2 separate regions of the Mus musculus genome follow, and region 2 is linked to region 1. A link is a contact called in public HiChIP or PLAC-seq data. All regions are on one chromosome and are shown on one strand. The core of a region is the stretch at or near the end of the contact, and the rest is flanking DNA. Distances in the headings are between cores, read along the strand shown. Region 1 overlaps Fez2 (fasciculation and elongation protein zeta 2 (zygin II)). Region 2 overlaps Vit (vitrin).

Region 1 (4,051 bases), core at 510-3,009:
TAATGTCACCTTGCGCAGCAAAAAGCCAGACTCCAAATCAGGGATCTGGGTCTCCTTCCAGTTCTGCCATGGTGTGTGGTGAGCACCGTGACTCGCCTACTGAGGCCTGAGTCTTCAGGATGTTCAAGAGAGAGAGCCTGAAGGACGTCAGATTTAAACAGTCTATGAACACACAAATTCCCTCAGCCAAAAAGATATGTTATTTTTTAAGAAGGCACATCAAACCAAAGCTACACACACAAATTGACCATCAGATAACCATGAGGCTGTAACTGACCTAAGATAACAGCAGTGTATAGAGGAAACGTCAATGGTCTACTGCTACGGCTTTCTTTCCTTATGAAGAAACAAGTTTGTTTTCAAGAGAGAAACAGGGACGCCTGCATCTCTCTGTCACAGTGACCTGGGTCATAGGAAGAGCTTGTAAATTTACCTGCTACACTCTGGGTGTGACACCCTTAACACCAGAAGTCAAGCGCCTCTGAACCTGGAAAATGTTTACCATATATATAGCAAGGCCTCTTCTTCTTAGACAAAAGAAAGAAAAATGACCCAAAAGAAAAAAGTCATCTAAGAGTGAGCAGAGAATGGTGGCATGATGGGACACAAAATTATTGATCAAAGGAGTGAAGCACGGAGTTCTGGACGTTTCCACTAAGGAATCGAATCTTGGAAATCAACAGGAGATTAACAAAGGCAGGCAAAATACTGCAATGGCATGATTCATAAAGAGATGCAGCAACTAGCAACTCACAGCTAAACACCAGGCTGATAACAAGGAGCAGCAGAAGTCGGGGAGGCAGAAGACAGAGAATGCAGCAAGGGGGGGGGGGAGGGGGAGTGGAAAGATCTCCACAGAACAAGGATAGAGCCTGCCTCACAACTGTTCCATCATTTAAAAAACAAAATAGGGGCTGGTGAGATGGCTCAGTGGGTAAGAGCACCCGACTGCTCTTCCAAAGGTCCGAAGTTCAAATCCCAGCAACCACATGGTGGCTCACAACCACCCGTAATGAGATCTGACTCCCTCTTCCAGAGTGTCTGAAGACAGCTACAGTGTACTTACATATAATAAATAAATAAATAAATAAATAAATAAATAAATCTTAAAAAAAAACACCACATTTTTGGATAAAATTAATTTTAGAAGATAAAACTTCAAAGACAAATGAGAAAGACTTTTTGAAAGCATCATGTCACCGAGCAATGCTACACTTACAACCTGGAGAGCAGAGGCAGTATCAGCGGTTAGGGTGCTAACCTGGCCCAGAGTAAGGATTCTTTCCACAGAAATTTCGTAAGTGAGAGGGAGAAAGTGGGGAGGGGAGTAAGGGGCGTTTCTCTGCTCACCATTTATCAAAATGAGGGGCCACAGACATGTCAAGGCACTGGCTGCTAAGTCTCAAGGCCATAAATACCGAAAGACAGGAAGAATGCTGGAGATCTGTTATGTTTTAATCAAAATGAATCATTAAGATTAATGAAAATATTAGGAGTGCCAGAAGCCAGTTTTCCTTCCGTTCAATTTGGCATTCCCACTCAAAAAGCAGAAAATCCAAATGGCCCAATACAGAAGTGACACAGTGAGAAGCTCTGGCTCTACGCTATCTCCCATGGCATCTTCAGGAAGGAGTTCGAAGTTCCACAAAATGTCCTGCTCGGAATGGAATGTTTTGCGTGAACCCTTATATAGGCAGGAAGGTGATTCAGCATTACAGTATTTGCCTTATTATTGCCCTTGCTACAGACAAAATACCAAAGTCGTGTAGCAAGGCCTGGGGAAGGAAGGGGTTATTTGACATAGAATCCAGAGCCTTCAGTCACTATTCAGTTGCCTCTGAGAATTTCCTTCCCTGGCAAGGGTATGAATTAAGAATCTCAAAAGCATCCATTCTCTGGAATTTTTTTTTCAGACAAAACCAGGAGCAACAAACACAGTGTAAGCAAGATCTAAAAGATAAAGGAGGTTAGAGCTCCGAGCCAGAGCACAACCTGCCTGCGTGGCTCAAAGGAAGGAAAGCCAAGCCATTCCTGGCTCTTCTCTTTAGAGAGCTCTGCACCTCTGGAGAATTCTCCACCCCTTCTAAATACCCCTCACCATGCTTCCTCTCTGTGCCTGCTAGTTCTTTGAGCTAAGGCTCCTGTAGACCTAACGTGCTTATTCAAGATTAGGCAATAAGAATACTGTTAATATTCTTTCTGGGGCTGTTGTGCAGTTTAAAATGAAGTAATGCACAGGCAGAACTCAGCAATGAGCTTAGAAAAGATCAATTTTTTTTTTAAAAAGTCTGGACTCTATTCATTTAAATGGGGTGCTGGAATAACACTTAGCCATCATTTCCAAAAGCAACCATGACATCCTTTTACATTGGTCCAGAAGAGCAGAAACTGCATCACGTTGTCCAAATAGAAACAAAATGATAACTGAGAAACACTGGGCTCCTGACTGCAGGCCACAGCAGACTAAACTGAAGACCACGGAAAGAAATAATCTACAACAAGATCTAGAAATCAGCTAAGGCTGTGAAGGTCTTTCAGCATAGAGAATCTGAGAAGTTTCTGCAAACTCAAAAGCAGTAAGAACAAGCCATGACGTGGGAGTTTGTCCAGAACTTTCCATGGTTCTCTAGAGCAACTCTTTCTATGTAGGACATCTCACCAGCTCAACTAGTTTCACAAACAAACCATGAGCATATCTAACACAGGGGAAAGCAAAGCGAAGATGGAGGCCAGGAGACTGGAGTTACTTCTGCCTGAGTGTCTGCTCCAGGCCTCATATGAACCGACCCACACAGGTCTCTAACTAGGGAGAGCAGCTTCCAAACTTATAGTACCAAGCTGTGTTAGGAAAAATAAATAAATAAAAGGTTAAAAAAAACTAAGGGAAGCTTTTCATCTACTTTTTTTCATCTACTTTTTGTTTTTAAGTTATTCTCATCTGCCCTCCTGCCATTAACATTCTTATGCTTGGGGAATTCAAGGGAGGGTGAAACAGGGCTGGAGAGATGGCTCACTGGTTAAGAGCACTGGCTGCTCTGCCAGAGGTCCTGAGTTCTATTCCCAGTAACCCATAGTGGTTTACAACCCTCTGTAAATCAAATTTCAGAGCCAGGTGGTGGTGGCGCAGGTCTTTAATCCCAGCACTCGGGAGGCAGAGGCAGAGGCAGGCGGATTTCTGAGTTCGAGGCCAGCCTAGACTACAAAGTGAGTTCCAGGACAGCCATGGCTATACAGAGAAACCCTGTCTCGGGGGGAAAAAAAAATCAAGTTTCAGGGGACATGACACTTTTTTGACCTCTGTGGGTCGGCACCAGGCACTGAAGTGGTGCAAAACATACACATAATTTTAAAATAATTTAATTTAATTTAATTTAAAAACATAATTACCATTCCCCATAAATCACATCCAATTAGATAATTTGACAATCATCAAGTACTAATTTATTGAATAGTAGTTTTAATTTTCAGTAAAACAAAGTTCTTAAAATTAAGCAAAAAGCATTAGAAAGGTATGAGGAATGAATGAAAAACAATAGTACAAAGCTTACAAAGTAAAAACACGCAGAGCAGATACTGCCTGAGCTGTGAACACAGAGCTGAGTGTGGTTGCCCACACCATTAGCCCCAGCACTTGGGAGGCAGAGGCAGGAGGATCTCAGTGAGTTTGAGGCCAGCCTGATCTACTTAAGAGAGCTCCAGGACAGCTAGGGCTATAGGGAGACCATCTGAAAAAACAGACAAAAAGATGTAAAAGTGATACCTTGTTTCGATCCTTTAAGAAAATCAAATGGTCTCAATGTGAATTATAAAGTTTAAGAGAATTCCACCAGAAGTTTCTTTTCAAAAGCCAATATATCCAAGTTTGAAAACTTGAATTATTCCAAAGCAAATAAATACTAATTCTAATTTTTAGGAGATATTCTTCACAATAGAGGAAAGCATGGAGCTGGGAGTAAAACTTAGCTGTACAGCCCCTGCCTGGCATGTGTGAAGCCCTAGGCTTAATCCCAAGGAAGCAAGGAAGAAAAGAAGAAGAAGGGTAGGGAAGGAA
Region 2 (3,956 bases), core at 148-2,647, 180 kb after region 1:
GAAGAGAAGAGAAGAGAAAAGAAAAGAAAAGAAAAGAAAAGAAAAGAAAAGAAAAGAAAAGAAAAGAAAAGAAAAGAAGAAAAGAAAAGTCTCCTCACAGTCGGCAAGCACTTTTATACACTAAGCAATATAGCAGGTCTTAACCCAAATACGTAAAGGCAAAGAAGCAAGCACTTGGTAAAAAAGAGAGAGCTCTTCCTAAGATGGATCAATGAGGAGACCATGTCTGTGCCAAGCCCTCTTCCTGAAGGTTTTCTAAGTGTATGCCTGACCTCTGAACAGCTGCCACTCAACAGCTGGCTCAGCGGTTTATGCTCCCTCTCCGAGCTGGGAAACTGACCCTAAGTTTATCTCAGATCCCAGGCGCTGTGTCAGGAAGGAGGTGAACTTCAAAGCCACGCACATGTCTGTGCAGAGTCTAGTGATAAATTCTCCACCAAGGCGACAGAAGGGAGACAGGCCTCGTTAGTGTATTTCCACATATAGACACTCTTAAGATGACTGACCTCAAACCCCAAGGTCAAGTCAACTGGGTTGTGAAATCCTGCAAGGTTAGTTAACAACTGGCTCCCAAAGCTGGTATAAGAATCCCCTGCCCAACCCACTGATAAGTAGGCTTACACAGAAAAATAAAATGTTATCCTTTCCATAGGGATTTTTCCGGGAGCTGTAGAGATGGCTCACTAGTGAAAAACACTGGTTGCTCTTCCAAAAGACCCATGATTGGTTTCCAGCACCTACACAGGGACTCACAGATATCTGTAACTCCAGTTCCAGGTGATCAGATGCCCTCTTCTGGCCTCTGTGGGCACTAGGCATGCATGTGCACATATATGCATACAGGCCAAATACCTACACATAAAAAATATTTTTAATCCGTTTTTTGTCTAGAAGTCCAATGCGCTATCCATTGCACCACAGAGCCAGGTTTAATCCATTTTTTAAAATATTTTTTTATTTACTTAACAAACCACATTAAGTCCAGAATTCGTTAGAGGTGGTACAAGACAGTAGATCACCAAGTACGTTGTGAGAGCAAAAGTCTAATAGGGTTGCAGAAGCAAGATGGTGTCAGGCTCTCTGTGAGGAAGGACATGGAGACAGAGGGGGCCCAGAGAAGAGAACAGCACAATGTAAGCCACGTGAATGGAATGGCAAGGTTGGTCAGCAGCAGAGGGCTACCCAGACCCCATGGTGGAGCAGTGAAGGCTACAGGGAGTGACAAGAAATTGGAAGGGGAGGTATTTGTGCTTGTGAACCCTAAGGAAGTACCACAACCAACAGGGCTGAACCCATGATTTGAGATCAGTGAGGCCTGCCTGCATTCAGATAAGCGATTGCAAAGCGTTAGTTACAAAACCTTGGGTGACTCACTCTTGGAGCTGCCTGTTTCTATGGAACAGGGAATAACAACATTCCCTCCTCCCAGCCCGGTCACTCTGAAGTTTGCTGGGAAGGCGCAGTGAGACCTGAGTGAGGTTATTTTAAAGCCTTTAAGTGCTTTTACACGTCAAATGCTATCATCATGTTGTTCAAGGCCATCGGAATCTGAGTGTTGAAAGTTGTTGAGTCACTGTGGAGTTGGGAGAGCAAGGAAATGGCAGCCTTCACCCTGGAGGTGCTGATGGGAGCTAATCCTTGTGCTTTTTATTCATATGCCGTAAAATAGAGATACCCAGAGGAGCCATGGGAGACTGGAGCAAGGTGCTACTTAGGAACTCAGGTGGGCCTTCTGCTTAACAGATAGATAGATATACCAGTCCCTAGACATCAGGACGAAAGAGCTGGTAAAAAAATCCTAGAAATTAAGGAATCATTTTCAACTATCAAGAGATCTCTTTTCTTTTCCTCTTCCTCTTCCTCCTCCTCCTCTTCCTCCTCCTCCTCCTCCTCCTCTTCCTCCTCCTCTTCCTCCTCCTCTTCCTCCTCCTCTTCCTCCTCCTCTTCCTCCTCCTCTTCCTCCTCTTCCTCCTCCTCTTCCTCCTCCTCTTCCTCCTCCTCTTCCTCCTCCTCTTCCTCCTCCTCCTCCTCCTCTTCCTCCTCCTCTTCCTCCTCCTCTTCCTCCTCCTCTTCCTCCTCCTCTTCCTCCTCCTCTCCTCCTCCTCCTCCTCCTCTTCCTCCTCCTCTTCTTCCTCCTCTTCCTCCTCCTCTTCCTCCTCCTCCTCTTCCTCCTCCTCTTCCTCCTCTTCCTCCTCATCTTCCTCCTCCTCCTCTTCCTCCTCCTCTTCCTCCTCCTCTTTCTCCTCTTCTTCCTTCTCTTCCTCTTCACCCTTCCTTCTCTTTCTCCTCCTCCTTTCTCTCCTTTTTTTTTCTTATCGCAGTGCTAAGAACGGAGCCCAGGGACCCACACATGCTAATCAGTCCCCCTAACACTGAGCTACACCCTCTGCCCTGAGTTTTCTTTTCAAATGAGTTTCATTTAGCGGTGTCTTTTCCATCTCTAGCCCTAAATCAAAGAACCATGTACTTACAACAACTGTAACCTGCTCCCTAAAGTGACTGGATTCATCCTGCTTTATCTCGAAGCCAAATTAGAAATTTTCAGGCACAAAGTTTTCCTTCCAAACTAGCGGTACATGTCATAGTGCTAGGCACTCCAGAGGCTGAGACAGGGGAATGGCTTGAGTTCAGGAGTACAAAGCCAACCTACAAATACAGACGTGACCAGAGAAAGGAAGTAAGTCAGGTATGGAGAGAGGCAAGAGGACCAGCCTGGTTTATATAGCGGCCTTTGAGACTAGCCTGGGATACCTAGAGAAAGAACCTTGTCTCAAAAGAAGGGAAGGAAGAAAGGAAGGAAGGAAGGAAGGAAGGAAGGAAGGAAGGAAGGAAGGAAGGAAGGAAGGAAGGAAGGAAGGGGAATAGAGAGAAGGGGCTAGGTGTGGTATCACATTATTTAATCACTGCACTCAGGAAGCAAAGGCAGGCAAATTTCTGAGTTTCAGGTCTATGTAGCAAGATCCTATCTTTTAAAAAAAATTAAGTAATTAATTAATTTTTAAAAAGAATAGACCTATGCCGGGCGTGGTGGCGCATGCCTTTAATCCCAGCACTCAGGAGGCAGAGGCAGGCGAATTTCTGAGTTCGAGGCCAGCCTGGTCTACAAAGTGAGTTCCAGGACAGCCAGGGCTACACAGAGAAACCCTGTCTCAAAAAAACAAAAACAAAAACACACAAACAAAAAGAAGAGACCAAAAAATACACAAGTTAAGAATAGGACTAGGAAAGCGAAAGAACTAGAAATCATAAGAGGCAAGAGAATTTCTAGCTGGCACAACAGACATTTGACCCAGAAAAGGGGTCATCTGACCTGGAAAAGGGGTCATCTGACCTAGAGGTCAGGTGCCACGTCCAGTGGGGGAAATACCATGGGGTGGGGGTGGGGAAGTAAAGGCAGGGTCTCTCTGTGTAGCCCTGGCTATCCTGGAACTCACTCTGTAGCAGAGGCTGACCTCGAACTCACAGAGATCCGACTGTCTCTCCTTCCTTCCCTCCCACCCTTCCCCTCTCCCCCACCCCCTTCCTGCCTCCCCCTCCCCCTCTGCCCCCCCCCCATCTTGTGCTGGGGTTAAAGGCCTGTACCACCATGCTCAGTTTAACACCATGCGCATGCGCGGGATTGACTGCACATCTGAGCATACGTTCCCTTAACCGTCACTGCTTTCTAGTGCCTGACTAAAGACCCAGGGCAGTTGTCAGGCTGTAGATCTATGCTTCCTTCTGTCTAAGGTTTAGTGGGTAGTGTTTATTGTTGTTGTTGCTGCTGCTGCTATCGTTGTGGTTGTTTGTGTGTTTTCTTTTTATAGCGGTGTGCTGGATAATTCAGGAGGGAAAATACTTGTTCGGAAAGTTGCTGGGCAGTCTGGTTACAAAGGAAGCTACTCGAATGGGGTTCAGTCTTTATCTTTACCCAGATGGCGAGAGTCCTTCATCGTCGCAGGTATGTCGCACCCTGA

What was found. HiChIP or PLAC-seq counts read pairs in DNA pulled down with a chosen protein or histone mark.
Region 2: a contact with region 1 is called in a CTCF HiChIP or PLAC-seq map of the NIH/3T3 cell line, with 7 read pairs. The contact joins two enhancer-like sites. A contact is called at or near these places in 1 of 15 datasets of contacts at CTCF or cohesin (the NIH/3T3 cell line), 1 of 484 Hi-C or Micro-C datasets (nephron progenitors), 3 of 115 datasets of contacts at active chromatin or transcription factors (embryonic fibroblasts, extraembryonic endoderm stem cells and trophoblast stem cells) and 1 of 9 other capture datasets (adipose tissue).

The regions. Positions count from the first base shown.
Region 1 is chr17:78,390,897-78,394,947 of GRCm38.p6, forward strand. All of the region lies in intron 5 of Fez2 (fasciculation and elongation protein zeta 2 (zygin II)), which reads right to left. Among named protein-coding and RNA genes, the nearest start is that of Gm32336, 7.4 kb to the right of the region's middle. Within about 2 kb of position 1,760, at least 36 of the 459 cell types and tissues checked have an H3K27ac peak or open chromatin away from gene starts, as enhancers often do. A contact at or near this core is called in the NIH/3T3 cell line and trophoblast stem cells, where this site is marked.
Region 2 is chr17:78,570,279-78,574,234 of GRCm38.p6, forward strand. Vit (vitrin) reads left to right here. Exons shown (of 14, transcript NM_028813.2): 5 at 3,807-3,940. The region is part of intron 1 of Gm32573 (a long non-coding RNA gene); the gene reads right to left. Among named protein-coding and RNA genes, the nearest start is that of Gm32573, 16 kb to the right of the region's middle. Within about 2 kb of position 1,398, at least 38 of the 459 cell types and tissues checked have an H3K27ac peak or open chromatin away from gene starts, as enhancers often do. A contact at or near this core is called in the NIH/3T3 cell line and trophoblast stem cells, where this site is marked.